4 separate regions of the Mus musculus genome follow, and all the other regions are linked to region 4. The links are chromatin contacts, called in public HiChIP or PLAC-seq, capture Hi-C and promoter capture Hi-C maps. All regions are on one chromosome and are shown on one strand. The core of a region is the stretch at or near the end of the contact, and the rest is flanking DNA. Distances in the headings are between cores, read along the strand shown. Region 1 has its middle 28 kb from the start of Klrb1c. Region 2 holds the start of Klrb1b (killer cell lectin-like receptor subfamily B member 1B). Region 3 holds the start of Klrb1c (killer cell lectin-like receptor subfamily B member 1C). Region 4 holds the start of Clec9a (C-type lectin domain family 9, member a).

The links. Promoter capture Hi-C pulls out the DNA fragments that hold promoters and counts their contacts. HiChIP or PLAC-seq counts read pairs in DNA pulled down with a chosen protein or histone mark. Capture Hi-C pulls out chosen DNA fragments and counts their contacts.
Region 1: a contact with region 4 is called in an H3K27ac HiChIP or PLAC-seq map of microglia, with 8 times the contacts expected there. The contact joins the enhancer-like site here to the promoter of Clec9a in region 4. A contact is called at or near these places in 3 of 39 promoter capture datasets (the 3T3-L1 cell line, cranial neural crest and neutrophils) and 3 of 115 datasets of contacts at active chromatin or transcription factors (large pre-B cells, microglia and pro-B cells).
Region 2: a promoter capture Hi-C map of pre-B cells shows a contact between it and region 4, with 3 times the contacts expected there. The contact joins the promoter of Klrb1b here to the promoter of Clec9a in region 4. A contact is called at or near these places in 10 of 39 promoter capture datasets (the 3T3-L1 cell line, the HPC-7 cell line, cranial neural crest and 5 more), 2 of 115 datasets of contacts at active chromatin or transcription factors (astrocytes and bone marrow-derived macrophages) and 1 of 9 other capture datasets (adipose tissue).
Region 3: a capture Hi-C map of macrophages shows a contact between it and region 4, with 5 times the contacts expected there. The contact joins the promoter of Klrb1c here to the promoter of Clec9a in region 4. A contact is called at or near these places in 4 of 39 promoter capture datasets (the C10 cell line, cranial neural crest, hippocampal neurons and 1 more), 2 of 115 datasets of contacts at active chromatin or transcription factors (bone marrow-derived macrophages and pancreatic cancer cells) and 1 of 9 other capture datasets (macrophages).

Annotation. Positions count from the first base shown.
Region 1 is chr6:128,758,351-128,762,935 of GRCm38.p6, forward strand. No RefSeq gene overlaps it. Among named protein-coding and RNA genes, the nearest start is that of Klrb1c, 28 kb to the right of the region's middle. Within about 2 kb of position 1,946, at least 357 of the 459 cell types and tissues checked have an H3K27ac peak or open chromatin away from gene starts, as enhancers often do. A contact at or near this core is called in microglia, neutrophils and pro-B cells, where this site is marked.
Region 2 is chr6:128,824,273-128,828,590 of GRCm38.p6, forward strand. It overlaps Klrb1b (killer cell lectin-like receptor subfamily B member 1B), which reads right to left and starts at 2,043. Exons shown (of 6, transcript NM_030599.4): 1 at 1,887-2,043. The coding sequence starts at 1,974.
Region 3 is chr6:128,787,081-128,791,688 of GRCm38.p6, forward strand. Klrb1c (killer cell lectin-like receptor subfamily B member 1C) reads right to left here and starts at 1,561. Exons shown (of 6, transcript NM_001159904.1): 1 at 1,317-1,561. The coding sequence starts at 1,545.
Region 4 is chr6:129,407,299-129,411,989 of GRCm38.p6, forward strand. It overlaps Clec9a (C-type lectin domain family 9, member a), which reads left to right and starts at 1,564. Exons shown (of 7, transcript NM_001205363.1): 1 at 1,564-1,747; 2 at 2,977-3,057. The coding sequence starts at 1,657. It also overlaps a transcript of Clec12b not described here.

The sequences.
Region 1 (4,585 bases), core at 696-3,195, 650 kb before region 4:
ACCTGTCTCAGCTCTTCCTTACTTTAAGCTGAGGCTTCCAGCTCTCCTGGACTTGGGTGCACACGAACAAAGGAAGGACCTAAGGAAATGTTCAACATCCTTCGTCATCATGGAAATGCAAATCAAAACAACCCTGAGATTCCACCTCACATCAGTCAGAATGGTTAAAATCAGAAACACAGGTGACAGTAGATGCTGGCAAGGATGTGGAGAAAGAGGAGCACCCTTCAACATTATGAACTAACCAGTACCCCAGAGGTCTTGACTCTAGCTGCATATGTATCAAAAGATGGCCTAGTCAGCCATCACTGGAAAGAGAGGCCCATTGGACTTGCAAACTTTATATGCCCCAGTACAGGGGAACACCAGGGCCAAAAAGTGGGAGTGGGTGGGTAGGGGAGTGGTGGTGGGGGGGATATGGGGGACTTTTGGGATAGCATTGGAAATGTAAATGAGGAAAATACCTAATAAAAAAAAAAGTGGAACACTCCTCCATTGCTTGTGGGATTGCAAGGTGGTACAACCACTCTGGAAATCAGTATGGCAGTTCCTCAGAAAATTAGACACAGTATTACCTGAGAACCCAGCTATACCACTCCTGGTCATATACCCAGAAGATGCTCCAAGATGGAATAAGGACACATGCTCCACTATATTCATAGCAGCCTTACGTATAATAGCTAGAAGCTGGAAAGAACCCAGATGTCCCTCAACAGAGGAATGGATACAAAAAATATGGTACTACTCAGCTATTAAAAATGACAAATTCATGAAATTCTTAGGCAAATGGATGGACCTAGAAATATCATCCTGACTGAGGTAACCCAATCACAAAAGAACACACATGATATGCACTCGCTGATAAGTAGATATTAGCCCAAAAGCTTGGAATACCCAAGATACAATTCACAGACCACATGAAGCTCAAGAAGAAGGAATACCAAAGTGTGGGTGCTTCGGTCCTTCTTGGAAGGGGAACAAAATGCTCACAGGAGCAAATATGGAGACAAAGTGCAGAGCAGAAACTGAAGTAAAGTCCATCCAGAGCCTGTCCCACCTGGGGATTCATCCCAGATACTGTCACGAAACACTGACACTGTTGTGGATGCTAAGAGATGCTTGATATAGCTGTCTCCTGAGAGGCCCTGCCAAAGCCTTACAAATATAGAAGTGGATGCTCGAAGCCAACCGTTGCACTGAGTTCAGGGTTCCCAATGGAGGAGCTAGAGAAAGGACTCAAGGAGCTGAAGGGGTTTGCAACCCCATAGGAAGAACAATAAAATCAACCAACCAGACCCCCCCCACCTCCCACCCCCAGAGCTCCCAGGGACTAAACCACCACATGGCTCCAGCTGCATATGTATCAGGCATCAATGGGAGGAGAGGCCTTTGGTCCTATGAAGGTTCAATCGATGCCTCAATGTAGGGGAATTGAGGGCAGGGAAGCAGGAGTGGGTGGGTGGATGGAGGAATACCCTCATAGAAACAGGGGGAGGAGAGATGGAATAGGGGGTTTCCAGAAGGGGAAGAAGCCAGGTAAGGGGATAACATTTGAAATGTAAATAAATTTAAAAAAAAAAAATCAATTGAAATTGATTGCATTGCTTAAAGGCAACGGAAGAGAGACGGGATTTATTTGTTTTATTTAGTTTTTCTATTCTTCCTTTTTTAAAACTATTACTTTTTAATTTTGCATGCTCACTCGGTGTGTGTGTGATATAAGGCAAAAAAGGTGGCTGGAGAGACAGCCGTGGGTGCTGGGAACCGAACTCTTATATTTTTGGTTGTGAGCCTAGCCTTTAACGGCTGAGCCATCTCTCCAGCCCGCCCAGGAGGCACATTCTCGAGCTCATGTAGCTACAAGGCGTGGCCGTACGTCATTGCCATTGATCTTTCGTCATTCCCCGAATTCCTCTCAAAACCAAATACAAACAAAACCGAACTCTTGGCGGCGACCATTTCTCGCCGGCCGACTACTGATCGCTGCTTCGCCCGTGTAACACTAGCAAAATGGAACAGAAGGGTCGGGAGAACTGAGGACATGGATTGGAAGAAGGGGGTCGTGTCAGGACGGAAGCGTGGCGTGGGGAGAAGACAGGAGGGTCGGGCGTGTGCAGCTCTGCGTGGACAAGAGCGTGTGAGCTGCACTGGTGCCTATGCGCCCGAAGGACGCGAAGGATGCGATCTGGGTGCGTGGGCGTGAGGGTCTGTGAGGAAACTGGGTCTCGGAATGGTGTCAGTTCTAGAGATGTGTTTGGGGGTGGCGTGTGGCCGTGAATTTGTCTTCGTGTTGAACTTAGAAAAAAAAAAAAAAAAAAAGGTGAATGTTTTCCAGGAGAAAATTAGGAATTAAAGAAAAAAAATGTGTAGACCAGGCTGTCCTCGAACTCCAGATCCTCCTGCCTCTGCCTCCTTCAGCAAATCCTACCGGCCTGCGCCACCAGAACCGGCGAGCGTTGCTGCTGCTCCGATTCTACTTAGCTATGTATTCTATGACATCACCGCTTTCTCCAACGAGGAGACTATAGGGTACAACGCCCAGCAGGCCTTCGCCCCAAACCGCACCGTCAACCTGGCTCATGAGGTTCTCCGCCAGTCTCACGCACACTTCCCGCCTAACGTCAGCCACTCCTCACTCTAGGGAACCGCAACCTCATGAGCCCCGAAGCCTCTTTTCGCCCCGCGCCCCCTGCCGGTCACCCCAGCAAACACACTCCCGCACCTTCAGGCGTGCATTCCTCTGAATTCTCTGTATTCCTCCTTGGCTTGCGCTCTCTTGCAGTGCCCAGGGCTTTTTCTAGGTAAGCAGACACAATGGTCCAGGTAAAGAGACTGCAGAATTAGATCTCTAGTGTGCTGGTGAGGGCAGGGGAGTGTGATAAGGTCTCAGGGTGTCTGCTGGTGACCCTGTGTGCTCCGATGTTTCTTTCATTCATTTCCTTCCATTTGTCCTCATCTTTCTTCCACAGTCCGGAAGAGCCATCTGCTTTTCAGTTGGTTCACTTTGGTGTTTGTTGCATGAACTGGAAAACTCCAAAAGCCTTCAAATGCTTAAAATGTTAGTAAAACACTTCTCTGTGAGTGTTTGTGAGGACGTGTCCGGTGAACATTATTAGACTTTGAGGGGGTTAAAGGAATGAATGGGTAAATCCCTGGGCGGATTCAACATAGGATGGCATTTTGAAAGCACAGGTAAGAGATTGTGACCTGGTGGAGTCAGTAGTTAACACACAGCATATCCTAAGAGCACCATTGCACCCCGGGGCCTTCTCTGTATATCCCACTTATTGTATTTAATATGAGATGCTTCTCTTTCCTCTGTACCTTCAATTCATAATTTGTGCCCAAATTCTTACATATTTATTTTAAATTATTTAATATGTAATAATTATTTTCTTTAATAACATTTAATGTTTAATAATACTAATAATTTTTAAAAATACATTTTATTTCTTTCTTTGTTTGAGTGTTCCAGCTGCTCTACTGTGCCTTCACGTCCTGACATTCTATCTTCTACTTGCTCCATTCTCCTAAGGAAGGTTTTTCATTGAGTCTTCTCAATGTGCGCTAGGTTCACAAGAGAGCCACTGCGATGAAAATGAGAACACAGCCACTGGACTGAGTGATGCCCTTGCATGTACAGAAAACTTGCTACATCCCTTCAGCTTGCTAAGCCTTCCCGGAGGCCTTGAAGGAAGGACAAAGAGACCATAGTGCAGTTTGGTCTCTACCAAAATGCCACGGGTGACCTTGCAATACTCCCCAAGGGGTCCTCCCCTTCTTTACATAACAGCCATTTAAACTCAGCCTGTGGGTCTAGAATAGCCTTTAAAACATATGTCACCAGGCAGAGCTGTGTCTGGCTAGGGTCTGCTCTGGTCTGGTTCTCTCCACCAAGACTGGAGTCCTCACACAGTAAAAGCTGCTGCTGTCTGAAGGCGCCCCTTGTCCAGAACTGTGAGTGTCTCTAACAAATGAAATAATCAGGTTTCCAATTTTATCTCCATTTCATCCTGCATTTCCTTCAGTGTTTATACGTCTTTACTGAGTGCACCTCTCTGGTCCTAGAGAGTTCATTACTCCATTCAGCTTTTGTCTTTTCTTGGACCTCAGTCGGGACTTTATTCCTGTCCTCTTTTAGTGCATTCAAGGGGTTGTGACCTCTTAAACCCCCTTAAGCCTCAACAAGCAGACCTCAAGGCAGGAACCTGGAGGCAGGAATGGAAGCAGGGGCCACAGAGGAGTGCTGCTAACTGGCTTGTTTCCCATGGCTAGCTCCGTTTGCTTTTTCTTATAGCCCAGCACCACCTGGTTGGTTATATGACTAGAGTCAAGACAAGCTAGGAAGGACCATGCCCTACTGCTTCATCAACCTGCCCCTTCAGTATTCACACGGTAAGGACCACGTGTGCAAACAGACATACCCAAGCTTTTGACACTTCAACAGGATGTTGTCACCCACAAAGTTCACTCTTGAGAATCACATGATAGAGTTAAAACATACAAACAAACAAACAACACACACACACATACACACAAAACCATCATGTTTTAAGAAAGTTTACAATTTTGTATAGGGCTACAT
Region 2 (4,318 bases), core at 793-3,292, 580 kb before region 4:
AGCTTACCACAGTTTGAGTCCTTTAGCTAACAGGTCTTGGCGGTTTCACAGTTACTATGCCAGTGCGTCAGCATTTTCTCTTCAAATATTATGCTCAAACATTATTTTTATTCTAGTTATTTGTTTCTTTTCTTCAGGTTTATTTCCAGATTAGTAACCTTTAGGATAATGATTACTTCTTTTTATCTGTTTTAAAGACTTCCTAGACACTTTTTATGAATTTGGTTGTGAGCCTAGCCTTTACCGCTGAAACATCTCGACAGCCCTCTAGTTTTCTTGATTTGGGATCATAGACAGTAGGATTTGAGGAAAGCATTATTATTTTTCTCTATATTAGTCTTCTTTTTTTATTAGGTATTTTCTTATTTTACATTTCAAATGCTATCCCAAAAGTCCCCCATACCCACCCACCCCCACTTCCCTACCCACCCACTCCCACTTCTTGGCCCTGGTGTTCCCCTGTACTGGGGCATATAAAGTTTACATGACCAATGGGCCTCTCTTTCTAGTGATGGCCGACTAGGCCATCTTCTGATACATATGCAGCTAGAGACATGAGCTCTGGGGGGACTGGTTAGTTCATATTGTTGTTCCACCTATAGGATTGCAGACCCCTTTAGCTCCTTGGGTACTTTCTCTAGCTCCTACATTGGGGGCCCTGTGTTCCATGCAATAGCTGACTGTGAGCATCCACTTCTGTGTTTGCCAGGCACCAGCATAGCCTCCTAAGAGACAGCTATATCAGGGTCTTTTCAGCAGAATCTTGCTGGTTTTCTTATACCATTTTCAACAAGGTCTTTTCTCCACTTTTGTTAGGCATGATGGGAAAACAAAGACTTGCTTTTTCCCAACACAAAATAGCTGACACCATCACTCCCCGTGGAGTTATCTACCAGGCCCTCTTCCACTCTCCACTGACCCTTACGTAAACATTATAATGAAATTTATTTGGTGACTCTGAGACTTTCTCCTTGACTCAAACCTTTGACAATTTAATAGTTTCTAACAAGAACCACTAAAGTTGGAAGTCCACATGTTACAACACATAGAGAACATCATATTGGAAAACAACTGCCCTGTGTTCAGTTAGACAGCAGACTAGAATTTTGTTTTCATGATTATTTTATACACTCTCTACCTGAGTTTCTGTTCTCTTACATCTCAGCCATCCTTATGTCACATACTTCACCTCTTGGTAGACTTCCACATTTCTTTTGCTAGAATCATTAAATCCTCTGGTGGACAAGAGTGCTACTTTTGGCCAGCATTGAAAGATTAATTCCCAACTGGCTCAGGTAACTTGTGGTTCCTCCACTTATAGCTGTTATACTTTGCAAGAGAGAAAGAACCAGCTTTTTAACAAATTGAATAAATTTTAATATATAAAAATTACTGGCTTTTAATTTAATTCAGACCTTTCATTTTTACTATGACTTTCCCCACAACGAATGTCTTCCTTTTCAGGCGACAAAGACATTAACAATGACGTCTACACACTTCACTGTGAAGGGAGAGCTGGGGTTGCCACCAAGGTAGAACGGGATCGTAGTGTCCATGTTCTGTAGACGAATTTGGAATTAGCAATGGAATGCAGCAAGTATCTCTTAAACCACCCCTTGGCTCATGGGAGTAAAATATTCTTTCTTAGAATTCTTAGCAAAGGCAGAATAGGAGAAGTAATGTTCGGATTTCCTTCTGACTACACGAGTAAAAATGGACTCTATGGCATTTGTAGAACTGTGGTTTTCTGCAGGCAGGATAGCTATACTATTTAACTCTAACATATACCTGCTTGTCACCTTTAAATCAATGACTTACACCCATAAGTTTTGGAGGATAATCTTAACTCTGGAAGATAATTCAAATGCCAGAAGCAAGCTGCTTACCTGGGGAAAGAGATGGAGGTGAATCATGCTTAGGTTCTTGGATCCTGGCTAGGTTTAAATCTGCATAGACCAGTGTTGTTGAATCCATTGTAGATGGAGGGACTTGACACCGGCCTCGTGAACAGGGACAAACTTTGAGTCCTGTGAGGTGAAATGAGCCAAAAAGGAAGTCCGCTGGGTATGCTGTGCTGTGTGTGTCCACACCCGCCCACACTGGTGGCTGAGGGTTTCTCCATAGCTATTGACCTGGTGTCTGTCCTACTCTCAGGCTTCCTTTTCTTTTTTTCTTTAGACAAGAATGTGCCACATACAGAACGTACGGTTTGGTTTCTAACAAATTTCTGGAAAGGTCTTTCTTATGTTCTTATTCCTCTAACCATCCGTTATGAGTTATCCTCTCAGATCTCCAATGAGTGAAATATTTATCCTGAGTTCAAATTTACCTTTCCCTCAGCCCCCAGGGATTAAGATGTGTGACATTTTATTCTATGTTATGAAAATGTGGATTAGGACACAAATGTCCACGGTACTATCTGACGTGAGTTGAAGCTCTAACATCCTCCTGAAATTTGCATACTGTGAAGGGAGCTGTGGATTGTGGAGATGCTGCTGTGGTGAGAACCCATGGCAACACAACAGGAAAAGCAGCAGGTCCCACTCAGTGCTGTTCTGAGCTAAGGGCTCCATCATTCAGAGCTCAGGGAGTGGAGGACTTGGGTCTATGGGATGTGCTAACTCATCGAAGGATTTGTAGGCCTAGAGCCTTAGAGCAAGGACCACAAATGCCCCCATGTCGGGTATTGTCATATCACAAGTGAAAAAGAAGAAGAAAATCAAGGATTTCCTTAAAGCCACTTTCTGTGGTCAGAGTGGAGTTGAACAAGTATCGGGTACTGGCAGCAGTCTGCTGGCTGTGAGTTCTAGGAGACAGGGGATGTGTACAGACAACTTGGGGCTCACACTCATTTTTCCATGACCATAATGACTATGAAGTATGGGTAAGCCTGTGTTAGTATCTCACAGATCACTTAAGACACTGTGAAATGTCCTCAGCTGTCACTGATGACAGTCCCCTCACTCAATACTCATGCTATTGAAACCTAAGACTTCAACAAGTGTATGGGATTCTCCAGACTTGTCCATCCTGAGAGATCCTATGTATTTATTTTGCTCAGATTACTAAACCTAGCAGGCAACAGTACTAATTTCAACCAGTGCTGAAATGTTAGTGTATATATAAATTTCAAATACATCAGGACCTCAGGCTTTAGTATATATAAGAATCACCTGAAAGTTTGTTAATAATTCACTTCCTATACTTAACCCTCCTCTCTTCCCTAGATATCACGAGTATCTTCAGTGGGAAATGTGTGAATAACATTCCAAATATTTGAGGTGGCTCATGGATTATGCTTAAGCAAACAGCCTTCGGGTCAGTGAATAAGAGGATAGATTAGAAAGATCAATAGAGTACAGAGAAGTCTGAAGCTGAGATTAGATGAAAAATAAATCTTTGAGGATTGACGTTTAAGGTGGTTTTTAGGTTTACTTTATTATTGTATGTGTATTGGTGTTCTGTGGGTGTGAGCTGCCATGTTGCCATGTAAGGTGGGAATTGTCCCTCTGGAAGGACAGCTGGTGCTCTTGACTACTGAGCCATCTCTGCAAGCCCAACATTGAAATGTTGCATGTTCTGAAGCCTGACCATGATGGATCTACAGTGGCCTTACTAAAATCAAGAGATGTGAGGGGAGATACTTTCATCAGCAAGTGCTTCCAAAAGCCTCTAAGCCACAAATCGTAAAGAAACTAAAAATAACAACCAGTGACGATTGTTATTGCCCATGCAGCTGATAGACCACTTTTCCTGTGACAGAGTGGCAGGGGCAATACCAAGTACTGAAAGTAGTTTTTTTTACAACAGAAGTTTTGTTATGTGGCCATCATTGAACAGATAAAAATAAAACCCTCCTGAGAATACATGTCAGGAGAATCTGACTGACCAAAGTCATCCGATCACCTAATTGCCCAAATGATAGTTCCACCGCAAAATATGTCAGATGTCAGGACTATAATGATCTTGTTGCTATAAAATATAAGGAGTGTGGGCAGGTGTGTGTAGTTGTGTGCAGAAGAATACAATGTGATATTATGCATATACAACGTGTTATGAAATCTAAAGGGCTTAAGGCGTGAACGATTGTATGTGATCCTGGGTTTTATTTATTTTTATTTGTCCATGTCCGTGTATGTGTTTATGCCTGGGTGTGAACACGGTGTATGTCTGTGTGGTGTATGTGCATGTGTTTGGGAATGTACACACCTATGTGCATGCCCAGAGGCCAGAGAAGAATTTTGGATACTCTTTCTTTCTTGTTCCTTTGATGCATGGTTTCATTTGGAGCTTGTAATGACTTTGTGTTTGCAGCTAG
Region 3 (4,608 bases), core at 311-2,810, 620 kb before region 4:
CACTGTCTTTCAGACACAGTAGGGCAGTTGCATATATGAATTCAGGCCATTTGTGATAGCCTGCACAAGACCTTCGAAAGCTCAAGTCAGGTAAAGGCCCAGAGTAGTCGGGGGAGTTGGGCATGGAGTTCCAACGTCATCTGGGGAGTCATTGACAGCTGATGGCTGCTAGGAGTGGGAGAGTCAGTTTTGTTCAAGGATACAGTCCCTATGAGGCCACCTGTGCTCCAGGTCATGACCTTAAGCCCATGCACACACTGGCAGTGCTGTCTAGACTCAGTGGGAAAACAAAACCCCAAACCTTCAGCTTCTCAAGTCATGTCTTCCATGTTTGCAATCATAAACAGGGAAAGCAAACACTTGCCTGCACCTACCACACATAACTGGCCCCTCAAATCCCCCTCTGGTCAACAAAACCCTCCACTTTCCCAGACCCTATGTAAAGTTTATAATGCAGTTTTGGTGACTTTTTTCTCTGTACTTTTTTCCTGATTTTTTTTTTTCTTTTTTTTTCAGTTTTTTGAGACAGGGTTTCTCTGTATAGTCTTGGAGGTCCTGGAACTCACTTTGTAGACCAGGTTGGCCTCGAACTCAGAAATCTGCCTGTCTCTGCCTCCCAAGTGCTGGAATTAAAGGCATGCACCACCATGCCCGGCTTCCTGATTTTTTTTTTAACTATTTTTTTTTATAGTTTCTGACAAACAGCCTTAAAGAGTTGTGGGTTTACATTCTTGACACAGTATAGACAGGCTAGATTTTAAGCACTGCAGTTTTAGATAAGGAAACTCAGTTATGTCACTGAACTCCATACCATACCATGACCACTGTAGACATACTTTCGGCCTCTGTGTCTGTCTCTTTTCATCCATCCCTAAGTCATGGTACCCTTCATAAATGCCTCCTATCAGTCTTCCACATTTCTGGCAAACAGGGTGCCACATCCCTCAACTCCTCCAGTGCTCAGTGCTAGAATGGCATGGAGAGGAGTCGTGGTGTTTGTGTTCTGCAGAGAAGTCTGGACCAGGCAAGACGCTTTATAGTGAGTCTGCCTGCCAGAAGAATCTCTTTCCTTGTAGATATGAAATATCTTCAGGATCTTGTGGCTAAAGTCAAAAGAATACCTGCTCAAGTTTCACACTGACTGACTGATTAAAGATGGAACCAGTGAGCTTTTTATTAATCCAAAGTTGTAGCCATCTACACTCTTCAGCGCTGGTAGATGGTTGCTCACTTTCATAGCAATAACTTAAAACTGTAAGAAAAATCATAACTCTGGAAGATATTCTAATGTTACAAGGAAAAATAAAGTGACTGACCTGGGGGAAGAGATGGGGGTGACTCATGCCAAGCCCCCAGTGTCCTGGGTGGCTTTAAACCGAGGTAGATACTTGCTGTGTCCATTTCACAGGAGATGCAACACTTAACTGGTGGTGAGAAGGGACAAACTCCAAGGCCTTTGAGGTGAAATAAGCAAAAGAAAGTCCTCTGTGAATGCTCTGCTCTGTTCCCACACCCACTGATTCCTGTCTCTGAGGGTTTCTCCATGGTTACTGACTGACCTTGCTGTCTGTCCCACCCACACAGCTTACACACTACTGTCTTTTTTTTTTTTTTCTGTGTTCTTCCCTCATACAAAACACCATGACCACAGCTTTCCTTCCTTCCTTTCCTCCTACTTCCCCTTCCTCTCCGCTCCCCCAGATCCACTGCTCCTTTGTCTCCCTTCAGAAAGGAACAGGCCTCCCAGTGACATCAACTGAATACAGGATAACAAGATGCAATAAGACTGGGCACAAATCCTCTTACCAGGGTTGGATAAGACAGTGCAGCAGGAGGAAAAGATTCCCATGAGCAGGGAAAAGAGTCAGAGACACTCGAACTCCAACTGTTAGGAATTCCAGAAGAATACCAAGCTGACAGCCATAACATATATGCAGAGGGCCTAGTGCAGACCCATGCAGGCTTTATGACTGCTGCTTCAGGCTCTGTGAGTCCCTATGAGCCCTGCTTAGATGATTCTGTGGGCCATGTTCTCCTGGTGTCCTGGTGTCCTCCATGCCTCTGGCTCCCACAGTCCTTCCTCTGCCACTTTCATGGGGCTCCTGTGCTCTGCCTAATGTTTGGCTGTGGGTCTCTGCATCTGCTCCCATTACATGTTATTGTCTTAAGAAAGGAAGGTGTAACATGTGGTCTTCTTTTGTTCTGAATCTGGTAACCATTTGTTTTGAGTTATTCTCTCAAGGTGAATGCAGCCGAGGGTCAGTGAAATGCAACATTCTTCCTCAATTCAAATTTAAGTGACTGATTTTTACCAATTTACCAGCAATCAAGATACAATATATTATTGTAAAAATAAATAGTAATATGTGCAAGTCCACAGTTATACGTGACATGAGCTGAAGCTCTAAGATCCTCCTGAAACATCCATGCTGTGAAGGAAGCTGTGAGATGTGGACATGTCATGACTGTGGGAAGAATTCATGACTGACACAACAGGAAAAACACTGAGGGCGGAGCGACACCTGCAGCTCTGGCTCTACCCTGTCCTGAAGGTCCAGGTGGGTGTAACATCATTCACCTGAGTGAAAGGACTTCATCTGTCAGAGCTCAGGGAGTGGAGGACTTGGGTCTATGGGATGTGATAACTCCTCCAAGGGTTTCCAGGCCTAGAGTCTTAGAGCAAGGACTACTAATGCCGAGTCACACATTCACACATTATAAGTGATAAAGAAAAGCAAGGACTTCCTTAAAGTCACCTTCTGTGGTCAGAATGGAATTGTACCAGGCACTCATCACTAAATGACAGTGCAGGTGTCAGCTGGCTGAGAGTTCCAGGAGACAGAAGGTGCACACTCATAGCATATGCCACAAGATCACTGAAGAAGGAAGCAGGGGGAATTATATATGAGGGCCTCACAGCTCACTTAAGACTCAGTGGGGCCTCCTCAGCTGTCTCTGATGACAGCCATTTTACTCAACACAAGGCTGAGCATAGGGTTCTGCACCATGCTCCATCTATTTTTTTTTCAGTCCTCGTGAATTTGAGGCAAGCACTCAATTGCCTATGTTCCTGACGCTTCATGCTTTGCCTAGACCGAAGATTTTAGCAATCACACAATATTTTTCATCTTTAGTCATGATATTTTACAGTCAAATATAGAGAATCCATGAAAATGGATTCAACTTTTAGTACATAAAAGATTTCAGCATATATAAGAACCTCAAGCCTTAGTATATAAAGAACACACCCAAATGCTTATTAGTGATGCTTGTTTCTGCCCATAATCCCTTTCCTTTGCCAAGATAACAGGAGCCTTAGGTGGGGAGTGTGTGAATAAACTCTGCAAATATTTAGGTGGCTTATAACCACCTAATAACCTGGAAACCAATGAAAACTGTGGAGATGCGTTAGAAAGGTCAGGAAGGAGAAGGCTGATGCTCTTAGCAGAAGATTCAAATGGTGCTTTGAGGACATAGAGGTTTTACTGAGTTCTGAAGGTGTCTATGGCTTCTAGGAATCCACAGTGGCCTTGTGAAAAGTCACAGTTCTGAGGTGTGATGTTCTCTTTAACAGGCACTGGCTAAGGCGTGAAGTGACCAGAAGTGCCCAGAGTCTCATGTGTCTGTGGGCACAGCCAGCTGAGGTCACTGTGCTTGACACAGAATCTAGAGAACAGCACCGAATACCTGCATAACCACTACACAGGCCGAATACCTGCATAACTACTACACAGGGAAAAGCCCATAAAACCCTCTGAGAGTTCATACTTAGGGAACTCATCCAGCCATCTTACTTGGATTGTGTATGGGAGGGAATGTCACCACTTCCATTTCAGTCTGTAGCCCAAGAAGGCAGCTTCAGCCACCCATCCTCGAGAAGCCAATAGTGTGTGTATGGGGCAGGGGATCAGAAAAGGGAAACTTACGTCTTCAATGTGGCAACAACAGAAAGAAGAACACAGAGAGTAGTGACCCTGCCCTGCCAAATCACAGTTTTGGAGCCCACAGAACATAAAGGAAACAGCGTGTTCCAAGTGCAGTTCCCAGGCAGGTTCTAGGGAGAGTGAGACATGGGAATTATTAGAGGAGTGTCTTTATTTGGGATGATTGGTGAAGAGTTCGCTTGGGTGAAGAGCATTTGTAAAGCCTGGACCAGTTGAATTGGTTGGCAAATGCTTAAGCCACCGTGAGAACTGAGCACAGTGGTGTAAGCCTTTGATCCTAGCATTCGGGAGGCACGGGCAGGTGGATCTACAGGGCAGCTTGGTCTGCAGAGTGAGTTCCAGAGCAGCCAGGACTATGTAAAGGGACCTTGTCTTAAGAAACAACAATAACTATAACATAAAAATAAACCAGCAAAATAACAAATGGAGAAAATATTGTACACAGATCCAAAGAAACAGGGAAAGATGGCCCCATTGAAATGATGCTTCATAGACTAAGATGTCACAGATGTGTGAGCTGCTTGACAGAATTAAAAAAAAGAAATTGTCCTAAACATGCTCAGTGAGCTAACAGATCCCCAGAGAAAGCACTAATGGGAGGCAGGAAATGATGAACGGACACAATTATTTAACAATATAAATAAAAGCAAAAAGGAAGACATTT
Region 4 (4,691 bases), core at 314-2,813:
GGGTTTTTTTGTTGGGAGAAACCAATGGCTCCCTTGCAGACATTTCCCTGAGAGTGGATTGTCCTGGGAAAACACTATTCAAGCTTTGGTTTCAGTGCTGCTAAAATGAGAAGAGAAACTGGAAAATGAGTAGTAGCTCATGAAGTCTGGCTCCTGAGGTTAGTTACAATATTATTTGTTGGTGTGGTTTCTTCCTCTTTTCTCCATCTGGTAGAGCTTAGAATATGCAGAGGGTTATCTGGAGTTCAGTTACTCTGTTTTCAGGCCAGGAACACCACAGGAAATGTTGGCAGAATGTGCTAGTCCGTTTCCATTTGTCCCTAATGACCCCACCAGCTACTCCTTATGTCTCAGGAAGCTAAACACAAATGAATACATTTTCCGGGCAAACTGAGCCTCTGAGACACATGGGTTATGGTCAGAAGTATAATTCAGATCCCTTATGTGTCTTAGATTGATAAAACTTGATGATCTGTATACCAGCCCTTCGCTGTAGTGAGGCAGACCACGAAGTCCCAGTGAACATTCTCCTTACTGTTTTAGGCCATAGGGTGACAGCAGCCCTGTAGTACATATGTCAACATTGATCCCCTTCTTTCTTTCCTATTAACCTTTTCCAAAACTGTAGTCCTATTAGTAAGTTCCCTTATATCACCTCCTGAATGTGCCATTTGTGATGAAGAACGATTGATCCAGTGAGACTCTAAAAATAAATAAATAAATAAATAAAAGAACACAATTGAGAAATGACCTTTGGACATAAGGACAAGTAGCCTAGAAATAAATGGTGTCTAAGAGATCAGAGTTCTCAGTACAAATGCTGTAGTCACAGGATGTGCTGAAACTGGTCATCCATCCATTAAATAATTGATTCCTCCTGCAAGAGCAAAGTTACCTCTGGACAATGCTGCCAGGAAAACCCAACCTTCATGTCCAATATGGAAATGCAATGGATAGAGATGGCTGTGATTCCCAACACTCCCAGATTATGGCTTTCAAGAAGCAAGTGTGGGTTCTTCACCTTCTCTTTCCCTTTCCCATCATGGCTCCAATATTCCAGAAGATGAAAGAAACCCAGGCCCCTTTTGGGAGAACTAGTATCTCTGGGTACAAACTATGAGGGAGATCTAAATGTTGCCAGTGTTGACTGGTATTTTGAAGTTTACTTATAATAACAGTCAGTATTACCCTAATCAGCAGACTGATTGGAAATAAATTTAGGGATGAAATCTCTCCTAAGCTTTCTTGTTTGGAAATCCAAAAGCTATGTACAAGTTGATTTGTCTAGATTTAATGGCCTTTATCTTTATTCGCTGCATCATCTTTTTGCTTCATAGTTTATAGCAAATAGAAGTCCATACTGTGCAGCTTACCTCCAGCATCTGATACTATGTGGAAAGCAGAGCAACAGTTTAATTTGGTAGTAGCTATTTTGAGCTCAATAATTCTCATTTCTTCATTATTGAGTTATGTTTCAGTATAAGCTTCAAAAGTTCCACTTTCTGGATGATGAACATCCTTTAATCCCTGTTGCATTTTACCACTGTGAAAAAGTAGCCAGTTCCATTTCTTGTACCAACCTACTCCTAACTACAACCGAAGTTCTTTGTGCCAGGCTCCTATGTAGACTGCTTCACCACTCCAAGCACCTTCAGCATGCATGCGGAAGAAATATATACCTCTCTTCAGTGGGACATTCCTACCTCAGAGGCCTCTCAGAAGTGCCAATCCCCTAGCAAATGTTCAGGTAATAAATTTAGAATGCTTAGTTGAAAACTATAATTTTTTTCTGTTTGTATACTGTGATAAAACCAAGTGTTTCTCCTAATCTGAGATAACCTCTTTAGCATATTCTAGTGTGCCTGACACATTCGTCAGCATGGAGGAGTAAGTGAAGGGCACTCAGATCAGGAAATGAGATATATTCTCTCAATTTGCAAAAAGTAAAAGAAATCATACCACTTAAATTATTTTAGCTTTTACTTAAAACAGGCAGCAAATTATCTGAAAAATAGTAAGAAATGTTGAAAAACTAGGAAAAAATGTCTTCAGCTGATGCAGTTATGTTTTTAGTATTTGATAATTGTTTCTACATCTTATGCTACCTTTTATTTTTACAACTCTACAGTGCAAAAAGATTTGCAAATATATGTTTTTGTGTATTTTTATTGTCACTTCTTTAATTCATCAACTAGGTGTCATACATAACCTCATACAACAAATAATTAGGTGGGCTTAAAAAGCATTTTATTATATTTTCCCAAGTAGTTTCATTAATTAGTCTTTAGTATCGACTTGTTACAAATTAACTAAGTGAAGCTAACTTTCCTAAATCAGATCTCTAATATAGTATTAGCTTCAGAATATCTTTTGTCACATAAAACACCATTTCAAGGTTTCAGGGATGACCCAGAGTCATCTCAGGCAAGACATTATCAGGCCTATTAAAATATGTAAGGACAATTTTTTATTAGTATGAATAATGTAATAAGCCAAATAACTCACTTTTCTTCCTGGACGAATTGTATAATTAGCCGGAAATGTTTGTTCATTTTTCTAAATTACTCATTAAAATTAAAAATACTTCAATGAATCATGTTCAAGAGATGCTGAAAACAGGTAAGAGAGTCTTCATGTTAAGAATAGAAGGTTTTCTGGTTGGTATGAATGAGATTATTGAAAAATACTAGATAGGTAGACAGACAGATAGACAGATGGAATTAATTTTTAAAATCACAATAGTGTACATTAGGATTGAAGAGAGGTGTTATTAAGTCTATTGTATTTGGTATTTTCCAAGTCAGATATAGCCCATGCTATAAGGTTCATCTGAGAGAATTTAAGCAAAGATTTTCTTAGAGTTTCAAATCTTTGCATTTCTCCAGTAGGAAGGCCCAATCCTTCCACTTATCCTGACATTATTACACCTTGAAAATACTTTCTCTAACTCATGTCATTGCCTGATTTCACATTCAGGAGCATGGTGTGTTGTGACGATGATTTCCTGTGTGGTCTGTATGGGCTTGTTAGCAACGTCCATTTTCTTGGGCATCAAGTGTAAGTACAAAAGCATATCTTCAGTGTTACCTGTTAACAACACGGGTTATGAATTGTTGTATTATTATTTTAAAAGTTCACATGTATAAATGTATGAATAAATAAATTAAGATCTATGTAAGCACACGTAAATGGTATACAGTCAGTTAGACTTATATTAAGAAGGAGTTCACATGGCGAGATAAAAGAGTCTGGTAAAAAGAATGCAATTAATTTTTCTAGAACCACTGTATCACTGTAGAGTGATGTATTTATGTGGTGTTTCCCATGAAAGCAGAAGGTTAACAATCTATTTATAGATTGTAAACTATTTATAGTTTTTGAAAGATAATCTACAAATTATATTCATATATGTACAGGCACACTGCACATGTGGACACAGGATTTTAACAAGTACAAGCTAGATGTTAGCCAGCAAAGCTTGAGTAGCCATTTCCAAAGTGTGTGCAGACTTGTCTCTTTCCCTCATCCTCTTGTGTTTCTGGGTTTTCTTTAACACCATATGCCAATTAAGTATTAATTTGAAAACATTATAGTATAAACATATTTCCAAAGAGATCAGTTTTCTTTGTGCCCTTTCCATATATTTTCATTTTTCCAACTCATCCTTTAGCTACAGTGTGTAGCATAATATACCCAGTAATTTTGTTTGGGAGATTTAGAAGTATTTGGTTCCAGTTTCCAAGGAGACAACATTTTTCAGTCATTATTCCTAACTTGTTGAAAATTAATTACAATTCAAACACCAATAAAGGTAAAATGTTTGCTTCTTATCTAGAGTAAAACTCCAAGCACAAGTCTTCCATTCTCATGTCTATTACCATATGATGCACTTAATGCCATGTTCTCTGTCCATTACCATCTGATGCACCCCATGCCATCCAGAGTATAATAGCAAAGCAGATACGACTTAAAATAGAGCTCATCCAGTAAAGTTCATCAAAATATGAAAAGGATGTCTCAGGTTTCTAAAAAGATTATTACATTTCAATTGCTATCTCTACCAGGTTATTAATATTATAAAGTAAAGGATACTAGTTCTTCACTCCTAACTCTAGGTAATGTCCAAGTCAAAGTAGAAACAACAACAAAAAAGGGAAGAAATTCATTCTCCAAGTATATACAGAGTTCTTAGATTTAAGATTTAACAAGTAATTAATAAAAGTAAATGCTGATGAGACACACCTACCTTAACATAAAAGTGGCTGAACATACAAGACAGGAGAAGGAAGTACTTGCAAACCACATACCCAATAATATACTTGAACCTAAAGTTGATAAAACTCTGTAAGAACTCAACAAGCAACCAAGCCATTCCGTTGTCAGATGGAAAAATAACATGACAACACATTTCTCCAAACAACATAAGGAAGTGCCAGGCAAGGATGAAAAACAAGGTTTAAGATCTTTAGCTATTAGGACAAAACCATCTAAAACCCTAGTGAGGCATAATACATGCACCAAAGAGCTGATAGTCAAAACCAGTGACATGACGTGTTTGATGGGTCTGTGAAGCCAAATCCCAGGTAGGGCTGTAAAGTCATTCCTGGTAGGACTGACAGTGATACAGTCCCTGGAAGAACAGGGCAGTGATTTTTATTAAAACCTGACCTTTTTACCACCCAACAATTGAA